2 separate regions of the Mus musculus genome follow, and region 2 is linked to region 1. Evidence: chromatin contacts called from public HiChIP or PLAC-seq data. All regions are on one chromosome and are shown on one strand. The core of a region is the stretch at or near the end of the contact, and the rest is flanking DNA. Distances in the headings are between cores, read along the strand shown.

Region 1 (7,768 bases), core at 3,219-5,718:
AGGCCCTGGGAGCCGCCCGCCTCTGAGGCACAGGTGCACCCCCTTTCCTGTGAGTCAGCAAGCTGTCCTGGAATATCCCTCCCCGTGAGTGAGGTGGGCAGGTGGGTGGCACTGGGCCACCGCTCCCCAGGAAGCTGGTGGGCCATCCAGTGCTGCCCTGAACACTTGAGATGCACAGATGGCTCCTTCCCCTTCTGAATGTTCTTTGAAAGTGTTTTCAATGCAGAGCATGTGTCTTCGTGGCACTCTTCTCGTGCGGACAGAAGCTGTCACCGCATGCCTTGGAGAGAGGCTGGTTGGGATCCAGGGCCCACTGTGGCCTGAGCCTCAGTGTCTGGTGGACCCTGTCCAGGTGGCATCAAGACTCAAGCATTGCAGGCTGGGGTGAAGAGGAGTCCTGTGGAGGGGAGGAACAATCTAGGTGTGGCTCTGTCAGCACCACAGACATCATCCTTCCCTTCTGAAACCAACCTGCCTGCTGCTCGAGGGGAGGGGCTCTTCTGATCTGAAGTGGACCCTGTGGGAGTGGAGGAGGGTAGAGGCAACCCTCCTCTGACCAGAGAATCCCCTCCTGGGTTTTCAGGCTCTTTGTGCTAGTGAGCCCCTCCCCTTCGAGCTTCCACTGTCCCCTCTGTGGCACCAAGAGTGCTGCTTTCTTATTCCTCCTGTGAGGAGAGCTAGTGTGTGGCACTCACTAAGTCTCTTGTGTTAACACAGCTTGGGAGGGTCGCTGGCCCAGTCAGTATCTGAGCTGTGCTGTGTGTGACACAGCGGAGGGGCTCAGGTATTGGGGTGAATGAGGCAGGGTTTTTACATAGGTGGGTGGAAAACAGGAGGGGGTGTGGCCTTCTGTAGGGGTCTCTGGGCTTCTATTTCTCTTGCTTGTGAGGACAGCCTGTCTCCCTTTCCGCATTGTCTTGGGTGCTGATGCCAGATTTTTGTTAATGCAGGATGTGATGTCTTGCCTTTATTAAGTAAAAACCAAACCAGAACCAAGACCAAAAACTTGAGAGCTACCACGAAGACATCCATGGAGGTCTTTTGCCCTAGATCTAGCCAGACTGGCTGTGCTCACCCACACTCAGATTTTGTGGCAAAGGCCCATTGGGAACTGTTGTATCTTTATCACAGCCTTGTGCTGAAGCAGGCAGCAGGTTTCAGGGCAGAAAGACAAAACAGTGGGCAGGTTAGAGTTCAGAGAGTGTCTGAGGTGGGGGGGTGTATCATGTGGCCGCCCCCCCCCCCCCCCCTTCAGGACCTCTCTCTGTGCAGCAACTAACAGGTCTGTCACTGACTGACTCTGAGGGGTTTCCTTTCAAATAAATAATTCTTTGTCTCTCTTCTGGGTGGCAGATTGGGCCTAGAGAGGCAGCTATCAAAGACAGCTGTCTGATCAAGCAAAAAAGGTCTAAGAGATAGTTTCTGGCCTAGACTGGGAGGGCCAGTGGGACGCATGGAGCCACCTCTGACCATGTGTGGGGTGTTTTCTTGTCCAGGGATGTGCTAGTGAAGTGCTAGGCTGAGGGACGAGTGTGTGAGGAGTTCCTTCCTCAGGAGAGAAAGCAGGCTCCTTTCCTGTCCCTTTGTCTCTTGTCCCCTTTGTCCCAGCCTTCCAGCTCTGTGGCCTGTCTCCCCTCCCCCAGCGGTTCCTCCCTTTGTGCCCAGCAGGCCACTCACGAGTGAAACTTAGCTGAGGCCTGACTCCAGAGAAGCAGCGAGGCCGCTTTCAGCACGATGGGCTTGAAGTGAGCCCAGTTTTCTCCCTAAGCCTCCAGAAGGTGGTAAAGGTCGGCTCTGACCAGTGCAGCTCCTTCAGAGGGAGCAGCATGGTTGGGGGTTGTGCCAGCCCCACTCCTGGAGCTGGCTTCCCAACCCTTCCTTGCTTACAGCGTGGCTTGGTCTTTAGAGGGGTTCTGGGGCCTTTCCGGTCCTGAGGCCTTTGTGAAACACCACAGAGTATGGACATGCTGAACTCTTGTAAAAGAGTCTAGCTTACATCTGTCACATGAAGGGTTTTTTTTTTTTAACCTTTATGTTCGTGGTATTTTGCCTGCATGTATGTGTGAGGGTGTCAGATCTTGTAGTTACAGATAGTTGTGAGCTGCCATGTGAGTGCTGGGATTTGAACTTGGGTTCTTTGGAAGAGCAGTCAGTGCTCCCAATTGCTGAGATATCTTTCCAGCCCCTATTTTTAAAAATTTAAGACAGGCTTTCAAGGGCTAGCTTGAAACTCACTATGCAATAGAGAAGGACTTGAACTTCTGATCCTCCTGCCTCTACCTCCCAAGTGCTGGGATTACAGCCCCCACCCCCACCCCCAATGCCAGTTTGTATACTGTAGGCAGTGGAACCCAGGGCTCCAGCATGCTGATGCTGGTATGCATGGGCACTTGGACCACATCGCCCCAAGATAGTGCCTTAGTCATAAGCAAGGGCCAATCACACCCACAGAAGTAAAAACCTTCAAGGAGGAAAACAGAGGTTTGGGAAAATGTATCAGAGTGAAGTTGCTGAAAACATAGGGGAGTTGGCCTTGGCTCCGGTGCCTCATTTCTAAAGATGGAGGGACCTTAGCTTCTGGGTGTCCCATGACCTGGCCCAGTGTTGCCCTGACAGCCTGGGCCTGCGAAGGACCACAGGGGTAGAGCAGGGCTGTGCAGCGGCCAGACAGGCACAACCATGCCAGTTAGTTTAGCTTCCCTGTCGTCTGCTTACCATGCTTAATCTATGAATTCAGTTGTACATTTTCAGGTAATAAACAAGAGGGGGTGATACACATGTTTAGAGACACTGTAATCCACCCTCATGTGTTCTATCAGTTCCTACACACACTGTCAGAAGCCACTCTTCTTCACCATCAGCGCCCTGCCTGGCTTGTTGGGGCTTTCTTTTCACTTTTACGTGTGATTTAGTCTCTAGAAATTGTCTGCAGCCGTAGAGGCCCGTTACTAACAGGAAAGCTGGCTTTGTAACAGGTGTCCATGACTGCTACCTCCGTCCCTTATCCCTTGTTCTGATGTTGGGGAATGGGCAGCAATGAGTGGCGGCTCCTTGCTTTCTGAGTGACCTTGATAATTCTCTGAGCATTGACGTCTTCAGCCATTAGAAGCAAGCGGCAGGCAGGGCTGAGCAGGGCCTCGGGGCTAGGTATGAAGAATTCAGCATGGTGCTCTGCATCCTTAAAAGTGCCCCCTGCATGTACCCTTGCAGACCGGGCTTGGCAGCACCGCTGCCCTTCTGGTGTGCAGAATTACGGTGTGGGCTTGTCACGCCAGGGGAAAGCCAGGAGGACGATAGTGGGTCCTGTTTGGGTTTTCCCAGAGAAAGGCCTGTGCTCTCAGTAGGCAAGTATCAGTAATGGGTTGAGGTGAGGCCCTTGGCCTCGGGCCATTTATTGATTGCTTGCCTGTGACCTCTCTGCTGGCCATCCCTCCCAGAGTACTTTTTAAAATGCCCTTGGTTTGGGGACCTGCACCCAGGAGACAAGAGAAGATTTACTAATCTGTGGAAAGGACTCAGGCAACATTGAGGCTTTGTCTTTTGACAGTTTTATTTCAGAGCTAGCACATACATTGCTAGGTTGTCATGGTCATCAAGTGTTGGCTGCAGGGTGACAGGTTCTCACACTCCAGTCCTTGGTTGTGGTAGACTATGGTTGAGGTGTGTGTCAGTGCCTAGGTTTGTGGGACAATTTGCATTGCCCTTTTAAATAAGTGCTGCTTTGAATACCCACCTTTGATATGCCCGTAGTGAGGGAGCTAGGATTCCCAATTTAGATGTTTGACATAACCCGAAAGTGAAAGGGTTAAAAGTGTATCTCAGGAGACTAGCAGAGCCCAGTGTTTTTACCTGGCTGAGACTTCCATGTGGTTTGCAGGAATCCCAGGCTGAGCAGATACCTATCATGTGGCCCTCAGCTACTGAGGCGCCAGACTGTGAGCTGAGGTGGTTCTGGGTGCTGGAGCTCACAGTCCACTGCCTTGCCTTCCCATTGCTGTCTGCTCATCGTGATCTCCTAGTCTTCTCTACTGCTGACCAGTGTGGGGGTCCTAGAGTGGGCGAGGGAAACCAGGATCAGGAGCTGAGGAAGGGGCTGCGGTGCAGGGCAGATTTCTTTTTGCAGGGCTGCTGTGTCTGGGTGGGGGTGGGGAGAGGAGGGATGTAGAGGGTCCAGGAGAGCAGGTGGGAGGAGGGTCTATTTGCATTATTGGGGGTGGAGCTTGGTTGGCAGGAGGGTTCTTTCATTCCCTGTCCCCTTTCTGCCCCTCCTTCCTACTGTCTTCTGTCTACCACTCTGCCTGCTTCCCTCCCTCTCACCCTCCTTCCCTCCCTCTGACTCCCCCCTCCCCCTCTCTCCCTCCTTCCCTCCCTCTGTTTCCCCCCTCCCCCTCCTTCCCTTCCCTCTTGGCCTTGCTTTGCCTCCCTGCAGTCCCCTGCATGCTGCTTGGCTCTTTGCCACTGGTACTGCCTGTTGTACTAGAGTGCAGAGGCCAGAGCTTTTCTTGCAGAGCTGGTACAGTTTTGTGTGCAACCGTCTCTTCTGTCTGGAAACTGGAGGCTCCGGGAGAGAGACTGGCAGATGCTCACTCCTGAGATGATTTTCTGGAGCTTGTCTCCAGCTTAACACTTCCTTCAAAGCTTCTAGCCACGGGTAGCTGCTGGAAGTGAAGTGACCAAGGCAGTATGAGTTCATCTCAGAATGAGAGTGTGGCAGAGGGGGCCAGTGGACTGGCATGGGCAAGAACAGATCTTAAATAGCGCCGACCAGTTGGCCTGCCGTATGTCTTCTGGGTAGCTGTGTGTGCTGCACTCCAGGCAGGAGACAGCTCCCCCAAAGGGTTCTCTTCTTCTTCTGGGCTGTTTTGGGCATTGCTGTGAGTACTTCTTGAGTCTGTCTGGCCTGGGCACAGGCAGGCAGACTAGCAGAGACAGCTACCTTTCCCCAGGACGGACGGATGGCTGGCTGGCTGGCTGGCTGGCTGGCTTCCTTCCTTCCTTCCTTCCTTCCTTCCTTCCTTCCTTCCTTCCTTCCTTCCTTCCCTCCCTCCCTCCCTCCCTCCCTCCCTCCCTCCCTCTTTCTTTCTTTCTTTCTTTCTTTCTTTCTTTCTTTCTTTCTTTCTTTCTTTCTTTCTTTCTTTCTGTTTTTCGAGACAGGGTTTCTCTGTGTAGCCCTGGCTGTCCTGGGCTTTGTAGACCAGGCTGGACTCGAACTCAGAAATCTGCCTGCCTCTGCCTCCCAAGTGCTGGGACTAAAGGCTTGTGCCACCACGCCCGGCCAGGATGGCTTTCATCCTTCCTGTCCCTAGTGTGTCTGACCTCCTGCATACCTGAGTTACTTTTGTGCTTAGGCTGTTGTCTTCTCACAAAATGACAGAATAAAGGAAGTGTTTTAAAGTCAGCCTGTGCATTATTGACCAGTTTGCACCCTGATTCCTGAAGCTGGATGGAGTGGGGTTGACACTTCAGACTTTTCATCCCCCTTAAGTTTTTAGCACACGAGGGCAGGTGAGTGTGGCTCTACTTTGTGCCGCCCTGTCCCTGGGTGTGGAAGAAGGGGGCAGGGCAAGTGTGGTGCAGGCTTTCTTCCTTGGCTCACCGCTGGAACTGCACGATTGGCGGTGGTATCACTGCACAGTGAGTGCTGTCAGTAGTCTCAGAAACCAGGCAGGAGACAAGCACCTTTTGTGCTTTGCTAAAGAGAATAATAAAGATGGGCCTTCCCATGTAGTGGCGCCTAGCCACATCTCAGAGCTGGTGCTCCCTGCGAGTGGCCATGAGCCTCAGTCCTCTTGTGTAGCTGGCTGCTCTGTTCCCTATCCTGGACTCGGTCCTGATCCACCAGGCCTCCCAGCATTTTGCCAGTGTAGGTTGCCTCCTGAGGAGCTCCTCCGTCCACGGCTCTTGGTGCCTCTGTCAGCTTTGCAGATTAACTCACTGTGCACCAACACTGCGGGCAGCTTTGGAGCAGGGTTGTCAGGCTGTGCCCTCAGCTTCAGACATCTTTTTGTGTATGTGTGTGTGTGTGTGTGTGGGGGGGGTGTTGCTGAGCTGGACATTGAGAGACTTTCATGGTTTTCCACAGTCCTCTGCTGAGTCCTCATAGCCTGCCCTCACCTCACCCTCCAGAGGCTAGATTCGTTGGACCCCCCTTTCAGGCTGAGCCCTCTAACTAGAATCATGAAAGATGGTTCCTTTCTCTGCAAACAAGGAAACTGAGTCCTGAGCAGGGAAGAGGTTAGCTTGACTGACAGAAAAGGGCCCCAGAGGCTGTTCAGAATTTCCCCCCTAGCCTCAGCAGCATACTGGTGAGGTCTCACCTTGCTCCCAAGGCTGTTGCCATTAGCAACCTACTTCCCCTGTTGGTTCTGGGGGCCCTTGAGGGGAAGAGGAGGTGGTGGTTGAGTGCAGGCTGGTGACACTGGGAAGGAGGACCAAGGCACATGGAGCTCTCTGTAAATAAAGCCTGTTGGTTTCTAGTAATTGTTCCCAGTCCCAGGGAGATAGATCATAGACAGGGACATTGTACTATATGTGCCTGTATCCAGACTCCCTGAAACTCAGAGGACAGAAATGGAAGGAAAACAAAGGGAAAAAGGCCAGCTAGGCAGCGTGTATGCGGGAGACAGTCCAACTTGACTTTGTGTAGTTCTTTATTTGGTGAGTCAGTTTACCTATTTCTAAAGGGGTGGTGATAGAAGAGGTGCTCAGAGGTCCGATCCCCTTGAGGCCTCAGTCATGTGGTTACTGTTAGTCAGGTCCTGTTCCAGTGTAGCAGGACATGGAGCTGAAGAATGAAGAGAGGATTGTGCTGAGCATTGTCTGCAGGTAGTAATGGTGGATGATGGTCAGCACTGGAGGGAACACAGGCAGAAGGTGAAAGTGGTCAGCCTTGAGAGCGGGGTGTCTTCCTGGTTGGGTGTGGCCAGTGTTGTAGCTGCTCCCAGTGAAGGATTGGGACCGAGCAGGGAGAACATTGGTGAAGCCGGGAGCTTTGCTAGCTGTTGGCCTTTAGAGGCTCCCTGCGGCCCTGTACCTTTGAAGCGGTGAATTCATGATAACTAAGCTGCGAAGCGTTTGGTATCATAGAGAAGTGAAGTCATACTGGCTCTCATCGCCCAGTGGACCAGTGCTGGTTGTTGGGGGTAGAGTTGATGACCTCCCTTTTGCCTCAGGTTTCTTACCTGTGACCTGAATGCACGAACTGCACATGCCCATGTCTGTGAAACCCAGTGCCGACCTTGAGTGTATGAGTGCTTTGGGTTGTGGGGTTCACACTTCTTTTTACCAGGTAGTGATTATATGTAGAAAGGTGTTGGTGCTTTTAAGGCAGCTACTTCCTTGCCTGCGTTCTGCCTTAATTTTGGAAGCCGGGAGCTTTTCAGACTTAGATCAGTGTGGGCAGATTGCCACCAGCACACAAGTGTGTGCCCAGCACCAGGAAGCAGGGCTTGTTTTCATTGTTGAGTCTTATCTTTCAGTATGAATACTTACTATTGAAGGTCCCCTCTTCAGCCCTTGCCTTAGAATTGGAAACAACTTAAAGGGGGAGAAATGCATTTGGAGTTAGTGGTTGGCAGGCAAGATAAACCACCACATGGGGCTTGCCACAAAACAGGGAAACCAGAAGCTGCCCCACAGGTAAAAATTAGGGCCTAAAATAGCCCCAGGCTAGCCAGAGCCTTCTGAGAGCCTTCTGAGCACGGGAGGTGAGGGATGAGATGAGGACTGAGTTGGTGGCGTCTGTATTCGCTGCTGCTGCTGCTGCTGC
Region 2 (7,768 bases), core at 3,497-5,996, 190 kb after region 1:
CCCTGAGGACGCCTCCTGTGTCTCTGCAGTGGTGCTTTATTGTTCAGAGTATAAGGTCCTTCATCAAGGGGCGTGGCGGGTGATGGAGAGGTGGAAAGCCGGAACAAGAAAGAAGCCTTGAGCTGTGCTGAGGAACCTGGGTCTGGATGATGAGCCAATCACCTGGGAGCCAGTGCAGAAGCTGGAGGCTGAGAGCTAGCGGGGGTGCCATCCTGCTGGCCCAGGTGACTCTCCGAGGGTGGCTCAGGGATAGCAATAAGTCTGACTCCCTCTCCTGCACCCCAGTATAAATCTGGGGCAGACAAGGAAGCATGACTCAAAATGCCAGTCACTGTCCAGAATGACAAAACAGTAGTGTGATCCCAAGAGCTGTTACAGAGAACGCCACGGTGTGAGAGCTTGCTAGAAAGCTTTCGAGCCTGGGTCTGGCTCAGTGGCCTCGCCTGAGTTCTTCCTTTCAGGCATTTATGGAGCAGCCAGCTCTTCGGAGAGAGGGTGTGTCCTCCTTACTGCCCTTCACAGGTCCAGCCTCCTATTTGCTGCTGTGACCAGGAGCCTGTGGGTATGTAGAGGGAAAGCTCCCACCTCAGAAAGTGCTGACGAGAAGCCCACCCCCTTCCCCCACACCCGTGTTAGGTGCCTCTGGGAAGTGGGTAGGTGAAGAAAGGATTGCTCGAAGCTTCCAGCTGCTCTGCCAGAGTTGTTAGAACTCCAAAATAATTTTCTTTCTCTCTCCTAAGCTGAGATTTTTTTTTTCATAAGTCCCAGATGCACCAGATGGGAGGAGGAGACATGGGAGGGAAGCTGTGAGACTCTGGAGAGATGTGAAATCCAGGGCTGGCCCTGCAGCCAGACAGCTTGAAGGAGAGTCTGGGAGACATGAGAGAAAATCCAATCCCACCTGGTCTGGGACTCACACCCGAGCGAGCCTGAGACAGAACTCCCCACGGGCTTTGCAGAGCACGGAGTGCTGGTCTCACCCTCAGAGCTTCTGATTTAGTGGGTCTCTGGTGAAAACCAAAGGTCCTCTTTGCTGTACCAAGTGATGCCTTTGACACAGGAGAGACCCACTGGTTCTGTTGCTTCCCCCTGGAGCCTGAGTATCCTTGGCTTTGGAGAGAAGCTCATAGGTTCTGCCCTGGAGATGATAAACTTCGAGGCTCAGATGAACAAGCCAAGACATAAGGAACTTCTGATAGCCAGCTGGACTCCCTGCTTGCCAGGAAAGGAAATCCCACCAGAAGTGGCACTGACCAAGGTCACATGGTTAATGTGAAGGTAACATTAGGCAGATCCCAAGCAATCTCTGCCTTTCTCTCTACTCCTTCAGTCCATAGAGATTCTTCTCGTATCTCATCTTTCAGGTGTCAGGAAAACGTGTTGGGGTTAAAGGCTGGCAGTTCCTGCTCCATCCTTTAGGGCGTGCCATTTCTCAGCATTCTGATCTAACATCTTCCATGTGCCAACCCTGCCATTCTCCCTGGAGACTTTCTATGGCTCTCAGAGCCCTGTGCACACAGGAAAGATACCGGGGAGCTGGCATCTATCCTCCTGCAGTAGGCCCTAGGCAATGACTGGTGGATGCATGGCCTGACTTCCTCACCATCTGGCAGGGACAGCTTTGAGGTGTGTTCTGTGCTATGACCCAGAATTCCTCTGTGAGGCTGAGCCCGACTGGTCATGCAGAAACTGTCTGGAGGGTATTCCCTTTGCTGGTCTCTCGCGTCCATAACGAGCCTAGTCACTTCTCATATAAGCCACTTGTTTCAAAGCCTCATGCCATGTTGTATTAACTGGGGACAGTGATGGCTGTGTGCACCAAGCACCTATTATCTGCCAGGTGATGTGTCCATGTGACCTTGTTCGATCACCTTCCCAGTGGTCATCATCACCTCAATGTCACTGTCACATAGGATGTCCAGATTCAGAGAGGGGAGGTGACTTGACTGAGCGGTCACTGATAAGCATTTGTCACAACAGGGAGGCTCCACTCTCTGTGTCTCCCTAGGACTTAAGAGTCAAGGCACCCAACCTAGTTCCTGTGGCTCCTGGAGAAGAGGACGTGGTTTGGGATCCCGGGAGATGCCCATGGTTTTCCTGTGGCAGCCAATGGAGGCAGCAGCATGCACCACCCTCCAGCCTTGTTGACTGACGATCCAGTAAGGATAACTTAACATCTACAATAGCAGGGCCATTTTGAGGCTCTCCTGGAGACTCAGGAGACCTCTGAGGAGAGAAAGTTCCTACCTAGGAGCAGCAACAGGATTCCATTTTGCAGTCACAGATGGCCGAAGCTGCAACTTCGTGTTTCGGGCTGTGCCAAAACATTGCTAGTGTGTTAGGGGGACAGAGCACAGTCTTTGTCGGCAGAAGCACGGGATTTTACTTTCCACTTCAGTCTCAAAGCATGGTCCGAAGCAGACATTCTTGCCGTATAAAGAAGCCTGTGTTGGTAATATTGAAGTCATAATTCATGGGCAGTTCAGCAGTTACCCTCGATGGCACCAAGTCCCACATTTCTGGGCAGAAGCTCTAAAAGTGCCCCTCCACTCCCCTGTTTGACCTCAGTTTCCTCAAATGTGACAAGGGAGTCGGCCAAACACAGAGTCATAGCCCTGTGACCTTGTTCTCTCTGGGGGTCCCAGGTTTGACAGGACCTGTGGCTTTCCCTTGGGTCTACTTGGCAAATCCTGGCAGGTCCCTGCCCCAGAGTACAGATCTGTAATTGAGCCTTCAGGACCGTGGTGACAGGCTCAGCTGTAAATCCCAGTTGGAAAGCCGCTGGAGAGATAGATTATCCAGGCTCTTCCTGAGATTGGGGACAGCCTGTGTCGGGAACTCACGTGGGGAGCTGACAAAGGCGTTCCCTGGGGTTGAGACACTCAGTGGAGGGCTCCGATCGACAATGCTTGTCAATACAGAGATGGCATGAGGTCAGCCTGCCGGGCCCAATGCAGATGCTGGCTGGAGGCGGGCATCACTGAATGAAAGTTTTGCCTATTGCACTCTGGGCTCTGGCTTAGTGTCCTCCAGTCATGGCTTTCCTTCCAGAAGGTGTTCTTAGGAGAGGGCTGAGAGAGAATCTCTATAGACAGGTTAAGAGCGAAGATGGTGGAGCTGGGCGTGGTGGTGTGCCTGTAATCCGGGCACTTGGAATTGGCAGGATGACGACGAGACGACTTTGACATAAAGGCTTTCAGGTTTGCCTGGGCTTTTTTTTTTTTTTTTTGCAGGCTGGTGTGTGGTGGGAGGGACAGACGTGAACAGATGGGAGGGGAGCATGGGGCCAGCTGCTTTCCTAAGGGCTGAGTGATTTACTCTGGGCATTAAAAACAATTTGACACAGCCGGGCTTTGCTACGAACCACAGGCCTTGCTTGCTTCACTCAATGGGCCCCGAACCTGTTGAGTTAGGCAGAATGATGTCCCTCCACGCTCACAGACACCATGACCCCCAAGAATCCTGGGGAGGGAAGGAGAGGGGAGGGAAGAGCCACAGAGCTGCTGTCTCCACACTGGGCTGCACCACTCTGTTCACTCTGGTCTCCTGTGGGCAGCCATGGGAATAAAGGGAAAACACAGGGGCGTTAGGGCCCAGCAGACAGGGTCTGTGTCTCAGCACCTTGTGGTCTCAGGGAAACAACTTCCTGTCTAGTTTCTGCCTTTGTAATACAACATACGTCAAAGGACTTTGAAAGGATTAACTGAGATACTGTAACTCTGACTCTGCAGTGTATACAAAAAGCTCCTTGTGTCTGGGTTGGGGACACAAGAGTGCAGAGACGGGAAGGAGGGAAAGACTGGGAGGGGGATAAGGGGGAGGGAGGGAGGGAAATCGTATCTTTTTGTAGTCTTTAAGACATGTAAGGAGTTTTTTTGGTTTATGTTTATTTTTGTTTTTGTTGAGACAGGGTTTCTCTGTGTAGCCCTGGCTGTCCTGGAACTCACTCTGTAGAGCAGGCTGGCCTCGAATTTACAAAAATCTGCCTGCCTCTGCCTCTTGAGGGCTGGGAATTAAAGGCTGACTGTAGGGAGTTCTTTATTCTGATAAATTAGTAAAATTGCAGAAACCAAGATAAGGTATAATAAGTTCTTCCTAACACTTGACCAGGACAGAAGTTTAGCCTTTTTTTTTTTTTTTTTTTTTTAAATACATTGTATAAACTGTTCAGAGCTGTGTCTTCTGTGGAAGGGACTCTTCAGAAAAGCTGACTGCTGCTCCTGACAGCTGGAGAGAGCACAGAGGACTCGGGCCAGCTCCACTTTGCTCCTAATGACTGGGATAAGCAGCCAGACCAAGCTGGCTTTGCAGAAGATGAAGGCTGCCCAAGGGTGCGAAGGGTGCTACAGTCAGTCCCATAGCCAGCCTTCTCTGCAGCCTCCTGCTGGGTCACCTTGGGCAAGTCACTCTGTTTGGAGCCATCAGTTTTTCTTGTCTCAAACAAGGATAATGCCCCTTGTTTTGCTGGGCTTTGGCCTGGTGCGGGACAGATGGACAGAGAGTTAGTGAGGCCAATCAGGAGGTCAAGGTGCAACCCTTCCCAGTCGGCCCTATGCTGTCTCTGCAGCCGCACCTAAGCCGAGAGCTGGACTAACCAGTTGTCAGAGGGCTGTGGGCTGTGGCAGAGGACAAAAGCTGAGTGTAACTAAAGGAGCTTTGCCTTATCCACTTGCCCCAGGGTGCTTATGCTAATCCCATTCCCACCAAAGCCACACGGACTAACGAAGCTGCTTCCACTCCCGGCTCCACGCCATCTGTCAGCAGACCGGCTGGCTCCTCCAGGACAGCCTGGGTCTGAAACCTTGTGAGCCACCTGGAGGCGGGCTGGGCCACCAGGGTTTCACGGGGACTTCATTCATTGCAGTGGGCTCTGCTGAGCCACACGGGGCTGAGTCACTGGTGATCTGGGGAAGAGAGAGAGATGCTCAAGGTTTCTTCTCTCTCTCTCTCTCTCTCTCTCTCTCTCTCTCTCTCTCTCTCTCTTACACACACACACACACACACACACACACACCACACACCCATACAATAAGGACAAATAACTTTCTCTGGGGAGTTCAGTGGCATTACGCGTCCTAGGACAGAAAATGAAGCCAGGGCTGAGGAAGGCTATGGACTGGGCCCAGCCTGGCTTCCTAATCCACACATTCGCTGCAGATGTGCGGCACCCTGATCTGTACAAGAGTCTGCTGTAACACAGAAGAGATTCAGACAGTTCCCACCTGGGAGAGCTTCACACTGGGGCGGAAGAGCAGGCAAAGGCTTGGGGTGCTGCCAGCACTGTCATCAGCCCCTGGTCTATTACTAGGAGTTTTCTTTCTTTTTTGTTTTTGTTTTGGTTTTGTTTTGTTTTGTTTTCGAGACAGGGTTTCTCTGTATAGCCCTGGCTGTCCTGGAACTCACTTTGTAGACCAGGCTGGCCTCGAACTCAGAAATCTGCCTGCCTCTGCCTCCCGAGTGCTGGGACTAAAGGTGTGCGCCACCACGCCCGGCTCAACTGTCTAATTTTTGACACAAGACTCCCACTGAACCTTCAGCTCATTGATTCAGCTACACTGGCTGCCTAGTGAGCCCTTGGGGTCCCCCTCCCCCGATTCCCCAGTGTCGAGATTAGAAGGACAGGGCTTTAAAAACAAAACAAACCAACCAAACAAACAAACAAGCCTAGGGATGCCAGGATCTGAACTAATGCCCTTATGCTTGTGTGGCAAGCACTTGACTAGTGACCGAACCATCCCCCCTCACTGTTGACTTAAGTGACAGAATAGATTTCCCTGGAGACTGGGTCTGTGATCGAGGTGTTGGCAGGGCCTCCTGAGGCCTCTCTCTGCTTTGCACACAGCCATGTCCTTGCTGTGGTTTCCACAAGGTCTCTGTGCAGTTTGCATCCCCGGGCCTCTTTCTGTAACAGCAGCGTCATACTGGAGCAGCGCATTTGTGTAAGGCCTCAGTCCGCCCTGATCACCCCTTCCCAGGACTTTTTCAAACGTGGTCAATTCTGAAGCACAGAGAGGTGGGACTAACATGTAACTTTAGGGGGACACTATCCGTTTACAGACATGTGGTAAGACAGTGGGCAGACGGTGAGAGGTCCGAGAAGGGCACTGAGTAGGGCAGTGGGCCTTTGGTCCAGCCACTGGAGAAAAGGGTGAGGAAGAGGAGGAGAGCTAACTCCCCCTGGAATGCCCCCTGGAATGCCCCCCGGAATGCCCAGGAATGAGGAAGGGATACTTGCTGGGGTTGAGATGGGAAACAAATGTAGACTGTGTTCATAGGATGTTCTCGAGGGCTTGCAGCTCAGAGGCCACTTTCCAGCATAAATAAAGAAGACAGCCATTAAGGATGTAAGCTCTCTTTCAGGCGATGAGATGCCCAGACATTTAGAAATGCATAAATACCAGCCCCTTCTGTACCCTAGACCAGTAGTTCTTCTGCACGTTGTCATGACCCCTAACCATAAAATTATTTTGTTGCTGCTTCAGAACTGTAATTTTGCTAGTTATAAATCATAATGTAAATATCTGATATACAGGATATCGGATGCTCGACCTCCGGAAGAGGTCACAACCCACAGGTTCAGAACCGCTGCTCTAGAACGTTTCATCAAGTTGCCTCTCCAGTTAGGGAATCGAGGCCTGAGAGTTGGGCTTGTCTGAGGTCGCTGGGTAAGTAACAGAGTGCCTGTGAGCAGTCTTCTCAAGGGGCGTCACAGGAGCTGGGGAGAAGCCTGCGCACAGCTTAGCCTGCATGGTCACTGAAGAGTATGGGCTACATGAGCTAGTGAGCTTAGCTCCGCTGTGAAAAACAAGTAGACTGGATCACAGCCCGATGTGCAGAACAACTAGGACTCCATGATGATTCGACTAGATACCGTGGGGGAGGGGCAGGTCTTCCTCAGAGGAGACTCAGGCGTGAGAAGCAGCTGCGGGGGCGCTCCAGGATGTGGGTTGCGCCCACCTCTGTTCCCTGGCTCGGGAAAGCAATGTGGCTTTAGGGACTTGCCCCTAAGTCAGAGAGGGAAACAGTCCCCAGGGAACTCTCCTCAGACAGAGAGGCTCCCACCAGCAGGGATGCTGTGTGCTTGCTCCTGGTGGGCTGGGACTTCATTGTGCTGCTATTCTTGCCCTCAATGATCCCAGCCTAGCAAGGAGCAAATTCTCATACAAACCAGACTGAGGGGCCGTCTGCAAAGCACCCAGCTAATGTTGCCAAAGCCTGGAAAGGCTGTGGGGACAAGAAAAGATGGAAACTGCCCCAGAGCAAAGACGGCTGCCGAGGCACGAAGACTGAGTGCAGAGGACCCTGGTCCAAATCCTGGATTAGAGAGGGAACATTAACAACCATAGTAATGCACCAATAGTGGCCTCGTCATCGTCATCGTCATCGTGACAAATGTCCTACCTGGAGGATACTGACTGAGATGCTCAGTGGGAGAACGTGTTTACCACCAAGCCCCATGATCTGAGGTGACCCCTCAGATTCACTTGGTGGGAGGAGAGATCTGACTACTGAAAGTTGCCCTTTGGGTTGGTGAGATGGCTCAGTGGGTCAGAGCACTGACTGCTCTTCCAAAGGTCCTGAGTTCAAATCCCAGCAACCATATGGTGGTTCACTAACATGAGATCTGACGCCCTCTTCTGGTGTGTCTACAGTGTACTTACATGTAATAATAAATAAATCTTTAAAAAAAAGTTGTCTTCTGACCTACACACACACACACACAAATTTCATTCATTCATTTGTATATTTATTCATTTATTGTGTGCAT

The links. HiChIP or PLAC-seq counts read pairs in DNA pulled down with a chosen protein or histone mark.
Region 2: an H3K27ac HiChIP or PLAC-seq map of differentiating embryonic stem cells shows a contact between it and region 1, with 2.1 times the contacts expected there. The contact joins two enhancer-like sites. A contact is called at or near these places in 1 of 484 Hi-C or Micro-C datasets (embryonic stem cells), 2 of 115 datasets of contacts at active chromatin or transcription factors (differentiating embryonic stem cells and embryonic basal ganglia) and 1 of 9 other capture datasets (liver).

Annotation. Positions count from the first base shown.
Region 1 is chr4:106,935,298-106,943,065 of GRCm38.p6, forward strand. All of the region lies in intron 4 of Ssbp3 (single-stranded DNA binding protein 3), which reads left to right. Among named protein-coding and RNA genes, the nearest start is that of Ssbp3, 28 kb to the left of the region's middle. Within about 2 kb of position 4,469, at least 71 of the 459 cell types and tissues checked have an H3K27ac peak or open chromatin away from gene starts, as enhancers often do. A contact at or near this core is called in differentiating embryonic stem cells, where this site is marked.
Region 2 is chr4:107,123,800-107,131,567 of GRCm38.p6, forward strand. No RefSeq gene overlaps it. Among named protein-coding and RNA genes, the nearest start is that of Cdcp2, 31 kb to the left of the region's middle. Within about 2 kb of position 4,747, at least 49 of the 459 cell types and tissues checked have an H3K27ac peak or open chromatin away from gene starts, as enhancers often do. A contact at or near this core is called in differentiating embryonic stem cells, where this site is marked.